Linked DNA regions of Gossypium hirsutum: all the other regions are linked to region 2. A link is a contact called in public Hi-C data. All regions are on one chromosome and are shown on one strand. Each heading gives the region's core, a stretch centred on a gene start, on an enhancer-like site or on the middle of the called end of the contact. The rest is flanking DNA. Distances are from core to core; before and after follow the strand shown.

What was found. A called contact is a pair of places that touch in the nucleus more often than the background predicts.
Region 1: a contact with region 2 is called in a Hi-C map of leaf, with 2.0 times the contacts expected there. The contact joins the promoter of LOC107901855 here to the promoter of LOC107901863 in region 2. A contact is called at or near these places in 3 of 34 Hi-C or Micro-C datasets (all in leaf).
Region 3: a contact with region 2 is called in a Hi-C map of leaf, with 2.4 times the contacts expected there. The contact joins the promoter of LOC107901869 here to the promoter of LOC107901863 in region 2. A contact is called at or near these places in 2 of 34 Hi-C or Micro-C datasets (both in leaf).

The regions. Positions count from the first base shown.
Region 1 is chrD06:53,159,102-53,162,870 of Gossypium_hirsutum_v2.1, reverse strand. It overlaps LOC107901855 (pyrophosphate--fructose 6-phosphate 1-phosphotransferase subunit alpha), which reads left to right and starts at 2,064. Exons shown (of 4, transcript XM_016828014.2): 1 at 2,064-2,222; 2 at 2,307-2,372; 3 at 3,055-3,215; 4 at 3,746-3,769. The coding sequence starts at 2,192. It overlaps LOC107901854 (a long non-coding RNA gene), which reads right to left and starts at 1,834. Exons shown (of 2, transcript XR_005914606.1): 1 at 1,281-1,834.
Region 2 is chrD06:52,918,023-52,921,927 of Gossypium_hirsutum_v2.1, reverse strand. It overlaps LOC107901863 (exocyst complex component EXO84C), which reads left to right and starts at 2,084. Exons shown (of 7, transcript XM_016828020.2): 1 at 2,084-2,380; 2 at 2,914-3,008; 3 at 3,127-3,905. The coding sequence starts at 2,282. It overlaps TRNAK-UUU (transfer RNA lysine (anticodon UUU)), which reads right to left and starts at 1,980; the gene lies at 1,908-1,980.
Region 3 is chrD06:52,728,357-52,732,463 of Gossypium_hirsutum_v2.1, reverse strand. LOC107901869 (putative hydrolase C777.06c) reads right to left here and starts at 2,360. Exons shown (of 10, transcript XM_016828030.2): 1 at 2,070-2,360; 2 at 1,349-1,484; 3 at 1,127-1,254; 4 at 696-843; 5 at 504-609. The coding sequence starts at 2,281. It overlaps LOC107901870 (a long non-coding RNA gene), which reads left to right and starts at 3,169. Exons shown (of 4, transcript XR_001685479.2): 1 at 3,169-3,506.

The DNA of each region.
Region 1 (3,769 bases), core at 815-3,314, 240 kb before region 2:
AGATCCGAGATGGGAAGAAGAATTTCAGTTTATGGTGGATGAACCACCCACGAATGATAAAATTCACATCGAAGCGTTCAGTACATCTTCCAGGATAGGGCTACTGCATCCCAAGGTGCATAACAGGCTTATTTTCTCATTGTCTGTTTGAAATATAAATACATGTTTTGTGTACTCGAATAATAATACTTGTTTACATGTATGACCAGGAATCTTTGGGTTATGTTACTATAAGCCTACCTGATGTTGTGAATAACAGAAGAATCAATGAAAGGTATCATCTGATCGACTCTAAGAACAGTCGGATTCAATTCGAGATGCAGTGGAGAACTTCTTAGATATGCCAGCAATTTGTTTATGAGGAAAAGAAGGTAGTCGTGTTACTTGAGACTACAGCACTGTCACTATGTTTCTTTCTTCCCTTCCCTTCTCCTGTTGATCAAGCTTCTTGACTCTCTTTTTTAGTGTGTTATTAATTAGTATGTCAATAAATATCAACTTCCTTGCAAATCTTCTATGCTAAATAAACTAATTAGTATGTCAATATATATCTGTTGAAATATAGATGGTAGGGGAGTAGTTTTAGATTAAATTGATGAAACCTTTCGTTTTTACATGAAGTTGATGGAAATATGCAAAGAAATCTCAGTAAAACTCAAATTATAGCACCTCGCTCTTTAACAGAGAGCGTTCTATTATTCAGGCTATTAATTTCTACCCTCTAAGAACATTTTGAGGCTATTAATTTCTAGTCTCAAAAACCAATTCTTTAGTCAATTGAATATGGTTAGCATACGAGAAAATGAACGAACAAAATGGATCATTATCAGTGAAAACAGGCAACACATTTTCAAACAAACGAACAAACAAACGAATCAATATCAGTGAAAGCAAGTGGAACAAAAACATAATTCAATAAAGATCTTATCATTGTTTCGTTTTTCCTTACAATTTGAAGGATTTGAAGGATCATAATCTCGTATCTATATGTGTGGGGTAAAGAAAAACCACAAAAACACCTACATTTGAAAAGGGAAATTCAGACAGAAGGATACTAGGCATTCGAAAATGGTGTAAGAGGAAAATGAATTTTAGTCCATGTCTTGTAATTTATTACTATAAAATAACAAAACCAGGACAACACATGTCAAAATGAAGAAATTTTCTTCCTAAACAAAAATGGATCGGTGGCAAAAAATGGATCTGACCACATACAGAGAAAATACTAAACAAAAAATGGATCAAATCGCAAATGAGGAAATTTGAAACAGATCCGTTACCTACTGCTCCGATAAAGGCTTGCACTGCAGCAGCTGCGATATCCATTCGTCCAGGTTCCAATACGAGTTCGAACCCACAGAAAACCATGGTGATAATCGACAGAGAGGAATAAAGGAATGAAGGAGGAGAGTGGGGGATTACTGGAAAAAGATAAGAATGAAGTTTTCTAACAGAAATGAAGGAATGAAGAAGGAAGGACTGGAAAAATCGATAGAGAGGAAAGCCAGTAAAACGTCTTAGGAAAATTGAAAGGAGATGACATTTTTCCTAAATTGTAAGTAATTTTACCCGTTGATTTTCTAAATGAAAAATATTTTCCGCCAAACAAACATCGAAAAAGTTAGAAATAATTTTCCAAAAAATTATTTCCGTCAATCAAACAGACTCTAAGTTAAAAGTTTGGGTGTTTTAAGTTTAAATCTTATTCAACTCATGTTTTCTTGAATTCTAAATTTTTTAAAGCTTCAAAATTTACTCTCTCTTTGGTACTTTTATGTTTGGGATTCAGGATTGTCTTTCTCAATAATATTATTTTTAAGATTCGAACTCCGTTCTTTTATTGAAAATACAATGTGTCTTAGCACTGCATTCAATATTTAATGACTCAAAATTTTACTTTTTATGTCAATATAGATTTGATCAAACTATCTCTCGGTTAAAATGGATAAGGGGAAAAAGGAAAAGAAAGAGGGCTTTCAAAGGAAGACCAATAAAATCTCGAATCTCGAATTGCAATTTTCTTGGGCCTAGCCCATGTTAAATCATTTTAAATCAGGGGGTAAACTTGTAACTTGCGCATGTTTCATGGAGATAGGCTGACAAAAATATGAAAAGTAAGTAAACTGCTATGGAGCTGAAGGGCAGGTAGGATTGTCCAATTCAAACAATCTTTTTTCTTTTTTAGACGAGAATGGATTCGCTTGATACGCTTGGTTCTTCTAGTAAGCTGTTACATTTTCATTTGGCTTAAATTTTTTTCAATTTTAACTGGTAATATTTATCTGAAAACTTACTCCCATTGGCAGAATGCCGCAAAGAAGAAAGAACCCCAATGCATTTTCCTACTTTATCTGGCTGGATTATAAATCATGGTACTTTATTATTATTATTTTTTGTATTCAAGGTATTTGAATGATTTGTTTTCTGATACCAAGTTAGTCTATCTTGAGTATGATTAAATAAAATCATTTTACGCTAGAATCTGAGGATTTCATGGTGACTTGTAAAATTTTACTAGTTAAATTGTATATTGCTTTGCACACTATTGATATTCTAGATGCTAAGGAGAGTTTTAGCGTGGTTGGAGGAACTTTTTGTGATATGGGAGATTTGAATAGCCATCTCTGGTACATAATCCTTAGGCTACACAATAACAGAGAGATTCCTTTGTTGTGTAATAAATCCTTCAGCTACACAATTTGCTAAGCTTTAAAAAAACCGATTTTTGTTGTCCTTCATATTACAATGAAAAACGTTTTTCTGTGGTTCTCAAGCAAAACAAAGTCAAATTTGCTTGAGATAGACATAAACATCCCTGTCACTGAGCCCTTTGTTTGAGACTATGGAGTATGGTCTTACTCCTGCATAACTCGTTCAAAATCTTCTTTCCTTGTTTCTTCAGTTTTTATTCATTTCTTTTTCATTTCTTCTTATTCCTAGTCAATAACAAGCATATGAAATTTGGTGGCAATAGCCCTCTGTCTTTTGACACAATCCATAAGATAATCCAATATACTGATGCCTATGACAATTGTCTATCTTGGGAGCAAACAGAAGAATCAGATAACATAAACAATGTAATGGATGAGCTCTATCGAGAAGCAGGAACCACATTGTTGGAAGAACCAGATTCCAGTATGGAGCTTATGGATACGCACAGAGAGGATGAAGATCACATTAGAAAGATAAAGGAATTTCAGGATTACCTTCAAATGGTATATATATACTTACCCACTTACCCCTTCTATTTTTCATCTTTTAAAAGTTTTGGCATGTGAAATTCTGTTAGCTCTTGGATTGTGTATTGTTGGTAATTTTGTGGCTAGCAAACATGAATTCCTTTTATTGACGGGCAGAAAGAAGATTAGTGTAGCAGTATCCACGTTGATTAGATTACTGCCTTCTTTAGTTCAGATATGAACATTTTCAGCTTGGAAATATGTTTACTATAAAGTTTTGAGTTAATGGGTTCACATCCTTGCTGATTCATGCTCTTTGAACTCAACCGGTACATTTCCGTTCATTGAGAAGGCTTAATTTCTTGGATCTATCACAGTCCGTATTTTATATCAAAATTTGACTCAATGCTCTGGTTTTCACAGGATGGGCATTATGTACGTATATTTTTAATATTGGGGCATATCTAGTTTTGTTTCTTGTGAATCAAATTGTGTAAATTAAAAACCTTCTACAACTTTTAAATAAGTCTAACCCTGAGGTTAACCTAGAGCTTGGTATGTTGCAGGTGAAGATAACGATTAAACCAGGT
Region 2 (3,905 bases), core at 835-3,334:
ATCGCCAGATTGAACAGACCCGGTGACTGGGTACCCGTCCACCGGCAATCCCAATTACAGATTGACATCTTCCAAAGTGATAGTGCACTCTCCACATGGAAGATGGAATGTGTGCGTCTTGGGTCTCCACCTCTCGATCAACGCACTAATCAGTTTCGGGTCCAACTTCCATCCCTGGCCTACCGTCGCCACGTGCCAAAAATCCGCTTCCCGCAGGTAATTCTCTACCAACAGTGATGAAGGACCATGCATATTCCGGATATAGCATTCCAATATCCGATTTACAGAATTTTATAACAAATAATAAATTAATAATTATCTAAAAATGCATAAATAAAAAATCTTAAATAATATTTAAAAAATACATTTAACACTTACCATTTTCATTTGTTTGACAGATATGTACATGTTATCAAGACGAATCAATTCTCCAGCCATTGCTAAATTCGTACAAATTTTTACGATTTAAAAAAAAATTAAAAATAGGGATTTAAGAGAAATTTAAGAGGAAATTGAGAGCAAATTGATATTAAATATGGATTTGAGAGAAATTTGGAAGGAAATTGAGAGCAAATTGAGAGGAATTTGAGAAAATAATTGAGAGAGGATTAATTTGTGAAAAAAAATGAAAGGGTGGGGGGTTTTATAGGTTTTTTTTTACCGTTGGGGGGGCAACAGTAAAAAAAATGAACGTTAGCACTGTTTACGTGCGGAACAAAACACGCCCACATCAGCGCGCTTACGTGGATGCGTTTTGTTGCCACGTAAACAAAGCGCGCCCTCAGGGATGCGTTTTCCTGACACGTCCCGCGAAATCGGCTGACGTGGATGCGCTTTCGGGGAAAATGACCCATTCTGGTAAATAATAATATACCGGGCCCATTTCCGTAAATTTAAAAAAGAATGGCTTTTTATGGTATTTTTTGCCCTATTTTATGGGATGGTGACGTAACAATTAAAAAAATAGTATAATATTAAATTTAACCTTCAATTTTTATATATTTTATCAATTGAGTAATATTTAAAAAAAAAAATCAACTTCATCTCTCTTCTCCTTCCTTTGAAATCAAACTAGCTTCAAATAAAGATCCAATCATTTTAACACCCGAAGCTAAAAAAAAGAAAAATAAAAGAGCTGAAACAAATACAATATGGCGAAAATAGAAAAGAACCTAAAATGCAGATGAGAAGGGGATGATAGTCTGGCTTAGCAAAAACATATATCAACTCTCAATCTATATTTTTTCTGCCATTTTTATTTAATTTATTTTTTATTCTTCTGAAATGCATCAAAATCAGGGAAACAGTAGACCTCTGAGGCTTCTAATTCTTCTCTCTAATCATTAAGAAAGAAACATGTGTTTTTATATGGTGTATGTTTCCACCGTATGCCTTCTTTGTGAGCTTGAATGCTGTTGATAGACTCGTAAAAGTTACTGATAGGCGGTAACAGTCCAAGCATACAACTAGAGACAGGAAAGAGGAGCAATGGCAACAGAGGAGAGACGAAGAGGGTTGAGGGTTATTATTTTTTAAAATATGATTAAATCGATATAAAATATAGAAGTTTGAGGACTAAATTTATTATTATATTAATTTTTAATTTTAACGGTATTTAACCTAGAATCAAAATACAATCACAATTAATTAATTGAGTGGCCAAAAAAAAAATAAACCTATAGTTGAGTGACTTACGCTGTAGTTTACCCAAAAGAAATCATGCTACGGTGAAGGAATTTGCCGGGGACAAGCAGTGATGATGATACAGTTTTCCGGAAAGGAAAATGGAGGGTGGGATGATGGGGGCGCACAGAGATAAGATGCTTATGCATTGCACTGGAACACGAGCATAATCTTTCTGTCTCGTGGAGGAAGTAAAAGCGAAAACTGAAAAATTATAAAATTTTCACCGTCTGTGGGAATCGAACCCACGACCACGTGGTTAAAAGCCACGCGCTCTACCGGCTGAGCTAAGACGGCTCATTGGCTATAAAAGTAATTTATTTTTACTTAATGTATATTATTATGGTAAATTTCACAATTTCAAAGAATAAAAACTAATTTGATATCCGATATAAAAAATATAGTTAGAAAAGTAAAGAGATTAAAGACTAAACATGTTGGAAAGTGGCAGCAAAAGGCAACAGCATATTAACATGTTGCTTTTTGCAGTTTGGTCCGTAGTCAGCCCGCCCTCCTCGCGATAAACGATATGATGCTACTTCTCAAACTCTCTCATTAAAACCAATAATTCACACTATCTGTTTTACTCTTTGATCGAATGATGGAGAGCAGTGAAGAAGATGATGACTTCCCTTCCATTGAGAGCATCACTCCCCAGTCCAAGATTGATTCTGTTCACCAATCCCATACTGAAAAGGTCTTCTATTTGTTTGATTGTTTCCCACTCTTTGTTAAAATGTTTTTCCATTTTAGATCTTGGATTCAAACTTCTCGGTTTTCTTCTGCTTTGTTCCCCATTTCTCTACCTCGACTTTCTCTTTTACTGTGGATTTCTTTACTTTAATTTGGGTTCTAGTCAAATTTCAGGGAAAAATTATAGCTTGTTTTTCTTTGTTTTTCTATGTTGGAAGTAAGAAAGAAAGGTATTCCCAGGGATTTCGTTGCTTGGGTTTCTTCGCACTAAGTGGAATCTATCAAAATCACTTATTTATTTGATGGCGTAGTAAAAATGGATAATTTATCTGTCTATTATTTTATATGCTTTATTGATTAAACACTGGGAAAATGGGGAACAAATATGAAAAAAAAAAAACTATTTTTCCCTTGTTTTTCCTGCCCCTAGTTCGTCCTTTTACAAGCATGCATGCATTTACCTGTTTCAGCCATGATTTCCTGATTTGACATCTTGCATATTCTTTATATGTAATTTTGGACATTTTGGTAATGCAGGGGATCAGAAAACTTTGCTGTGAGCTTTTGGATTTGAAAGATGCTGTGGAAAACTTATGTGGGAATAGGCGCACAACATACTTGGCTTTCTTGAGGTCAAATAAAACTGTTCCTATTTACCTTTTTATGATAAATGAAAATCAAGTTGAAAAGTTTCTAATTATTGTTTTATTTATTTCGGTTGAGTAAGTTTGATTGTAATGGTAACTGTAGAATGTCTGAAGAAGTTGTTGAAATGGAGCACGAGTTGGTTGAGCTACGAAAGCATATCTCTTCTCAAGGGATTATTGTGCAGGATCTAATGACTGGGGTGTGTCGTGAACTGGAAGAGTCGAACCAGGAAAATGCTGATACTAATGACACACCACTAGACCCTAAGGTCGATGATGTTCAAGAAGAAATGGATGACCCCAAGAAAAAATTCCTGGAGAAAATCGATGTTCTTTTGGCTGAACATAAAGTTGAAGAAGCACTGGAGGCTTTAGAGGCTGAAGAGAAAAATTTCTCTGGAGATTCTTCAACTGAATCATCTTCCTACAAGTCTTCATTTCTAGAAAGGAAGGCAATGCTTGAGGATCAGCTTACTGAGATTGCTGAACTACCTGCAGTTAGTGCTAATGAACTAAAGAAGGCATTATCTGGTTTAATTAAGCTTGGGAAAGGTCCTTCAGCACAATTATTACTTCTGAAGTCTCGTGGTTCCCGCCTGCAGAAAAACATTGAGGGTTTTCTTCCTTCATGTTCTGTCTGTCCAAAGACATTTCCTGCCGCACTGTCCAGGCTTGTCTTTTCTATGATCTCATTAACAACAAGAGAATCTGGTTTGATATTTGGCGACAATCCTGTCTATACCAATAGAGTTGTTCAGTGGGCAGAGTGGGAAATTGAATTTTTTGTACGTTTGGTGAAGGAAAATGCACCACCTTCAGAGACAATTTCTGCACTACGTGCAGCTAGCATTTGTGTTCAGGACAGCCTTAACTACTGCTTAT
Region 3 (4,107 bases), core at 1,111-3,610, 190 kb after region 2:
GATCAAAAGCAAATCATTCAGAAAAAAGGAAAAGTCTTGGAACACCAAAAACTTGGAAGTGAGAGAACATGTGCTTTGCTTTCACCAAGTCCCTCTTAACGTAAAAGATGACCAGAACACTCAGTAAAAGGATGATCTCTAAGCATCTTATCTTCATTTTTAGGTCAAGTCATAAAAAGGTTTCCTGTTTGTGAAACTTGCTGGAAAGTGGTCTCACTAAGAATACAACCTATTATCAGTAAAAGAAAGAGAAAAGAATTAAAAGCTTGAAGGATATACTGATGTGTGACGCTAGCTTTACAGCAATCCATATATTTCCTTGATTATTAACACATGAAAAAAAATCTAACATGCATACAATGCTAACATTTACAAGCTCATCAAGATGACAAAGTAGCAGATAGAAGTCTCACCTCTACATTTAACATCACCAATAAAATGAAAATGTTTGAAGGTGTAAATGTATGTTAGCATACAAGAAAAGGAGAAAATGCAGCACCTACCATACTCCGTGTTTGAAGGAAAACGTGAAACATCAGATATATAAGCCACTTTACACTTTTCACCGAAAAGATAACCTAAACAGAGATAATCTTCTCCATGCATCACCTATATCAAAGGTACAATCAAGCACTTAGACATATGAATTAGAGATGGCAGAGATGTTATATTATCTAAGGAGACAGGGGACTGACTGGCAACGGAAAAAATTTCAGTCCTGATGCAACAAACGGTTTGTCATAGTGCTCCTCTATTATCTTCCAGTCAAGCTGTGCCACCCGCCTTACTTCTTGGCCTTCTCTAAGTTTCTTCTGAACCAAATACGGAAATTTTGTGGCAATGCTGTTGGACACAAACAAAGAAAACATCAGCCAAGGTTTGCTTGAGATAGGACAGCATAAAACGTAAGACATCCTTTCTACAATTTACAGCCAGTTTGGACAATCTGCTCCAATTCTAATGTCTTGAAACCTTACTTTTGACTTTGCTATTTAGAGCATATTATACCAATCTCTCATATTATACAAATATATGAACAACATATATATTGGTAATGTATCTGCATAACTGGAGATAGAAAAGTATTTATGCACAATAAAACCAAGAATAAAAATTCATATTATACCTATCCATTGAATGTCGAGTTAGGTAAATGGCGGTGGGATCAATATCGTTAGTAGGACTATGAGGTTGGATGGCACGAATATCATCCAAACCAAGAATTGCATCAGCATGTTCATGAGTCAAAACAATCTAGAGTTCACAAAAGGAAAATTAGTACTAGTTTGGAATTGCACTAGTCAATAAACTAAATATAAGATGGTCACTATGCCAAGCTTAAACTCACAGAATCTACTCGAGGAATCTTGTGGAAAGTGAACCACCGAAGAACTTGTTCCCTAAATGTCTTGCCCACATCAATAATAATATAATTGCGTATACCATCGCTGGAACAATAATCTATAAGCAAAGATGTATTGCACCTGAAAGGATAAAAAAAATCAAAGCTGGAAAACCTTAAATTTCTTTGAGAAACTATAACCAGAAATTATCACATAATGAAAGCACAGATGTGGAGAATCATTTGAACTTGTGAAAATGAACAAGATTGTTAATTATATTCCTAAATCGCATCGCAAAAATATTTTATTTTTACATTAAGATTTCTTCAATTAACAGAATCTATTATAAAATGCATTTTTATCCAAGAAATTACAGTATTAAAATATTTTTTATATCAGTTATTATAGTACTTGAATTATCAATATTTTTGTCATTGTCAAAAAATTTACTTTTGCACGTTAATTGTGAGGACTTGTGCAGGAATTGGGTATAATAAACAAATGAATCAATACCAAACTTAAACTAAGTTATTTTCTTTGACTACTAAATTAACAGCAACAAGTTACCAACGATATTTCATAAATTATTTAACAAATATCAAGACAATATTGATATCACACAAGAATGACTAGTGAACAAAATGCACGGAAAAGTTTAGATCTGCGGTATAGAAGAAATTGTATGCACAATTAAATTTTATGGAAAAAATAAAGGGGAAAGGAGACCTGTAATTAGGGTTACGATCGGGGGGAATGGAGAGGGATTGGGAGCAGACTTGACAGGGAGGATCAGAGGGCTGAATCAAGCACATAGCGTTTGGGACGGCACTGGAGCAGCCGGTTCCAAGAAAGATCAGAGCCGATCCATCACCACTGCGACCACCGTTTCCAGCGGCACCCTCAAGAGCTCCATTTTGGAGCGGGTTTTGGTTTTCCATTATTATTATTATTGGAAATTTGAGGTGCAGAAAAGAGAGGATGAATGGGGAAGAAGAAGGTTAAAGAGGAAGGAAGTAATTTTATCAAAGGTGGAGGGCATTTATAGGGAACAATCCGCCTGAAAATTTTAACAGCTCCTGCCCTTTTACTTTTTTGCCACGTGACAGTTGTTCAAAACTTTTTAGGGTAAACTAACTAGTTGATCACCCAACTTTTAAGATGCTTTCATTTTGGTCACCTATATAAAATCCTTCCAATTTGGTCACCCAACATTTAGGGTGCTTCCATTTTAGTCAACTAAGCGTTAACTATACACGCCATATTATGTTTACACTTTCATTTTAGTCATCCGACTTTTAAGTCGCTTTCATTTCGGTCACCCAAAAAATATCTTTGTAAAATATTGATTGAGTTAAAAAATCAAATACTAAAATAAAAAAATTAGTAAAAACTAAAATAATAAACAAATTTTATGTGTCTATTTCATTGCCAAAAATTCTAAATTTGAATTTTGAAATATAAAATTTTAAATATTAATATTTAAAAATTTATCAATGAAAATTATTATCTTTAATAGTTTTTCATGAAACCAAATTTCTTTTAATTATGTGATATTGAATCTTCCATGCTAAGCTAAAAGTAAAGAAAAATCATTGTAATTAATTAATTTTATCTTCTATTTCAAACAAAACTCGTAAATTATTTCATCACTTTTTTATCAAATGAAGAACATGCAATTAATTCAAGTATCTTTTCATTTATTTTTAGTTTAGCATAGAAGGTTTGAGATTATATAATCCATAAAAATTTAAGTATTGTAGAGAAGATTATATAATCCATAAAAATTTAACATTATATTTGGTTGGTTGTAATAGTAATGTATTGCAGCCTAATTCAGTGGGCCTATTACTAAACCATTGTTTGGTTGGTTGTAACAAGCTATTACAGTCATATTCCATTACGGGATTATTCAACTCAAAATGCATCATACCATTCAGTTCTCTTCGCACTAAATGGTGATTTAGGCCTCTCCCTTTTTCATGTTTTTTTCCTCAACTTTATCTCTTCTACACTTAATTTAATTTTCTTTTAATCACATTTCCTCCCAACCTGCTTCGCACACCCAAAACCTTTTTCTCTTCAAAATTGGAAATTCCTGATAGCTTGATCCACTGAAAAAAGAAGTGAAGCATTTTTTGGATGTCTCGCAAGATCCAAGATTCGGTAAGTTTTAATTGAGACTCAAATTTCAAATCCCCTAGATCTGTACAGGTTCTTATAATGGGTTTTGGTTTATAGATCTAATCTCCTAATTCTTAATTTGTTCGATACTTTTTTATTAAATTGTGAGCCTTTTGCACTAATATGAATCTTTTATTTTTCAGTAGTTTCTATTGAATTGCTATTTTATGTTATTCATTGTTACTTTTTTTTATAGTGTATATGGATTTGTTGCTTTTAAAATTGATTTCAATGGAATTATTGTATAATTGCGCTTGTGCGTTTTTTTTTGGATTTTTATTATTTCAATGTATCTAACTTAGATAATGGCTAAAGAATTGCATACAACTCCATTTTCAAAATTCCATTCCCATTATCTTTTAATAGAACAGGTTTCATCTTTGTTTCTCTTGATTGGGTATCAAAATATTGTTCCTTTATGTTCCAAATTAAAGATCCTGTCATTGTTGAAACAGAGGAAGAAACAGAGTTAAAGAATGAACTACAAAGAACGGTGATGAAGATTCTTGAAGATAAGGATAGTGTATTTTGAGATAAACAATTATGCATATCAATGTATGAATTAATCAATTGAATTCGAATA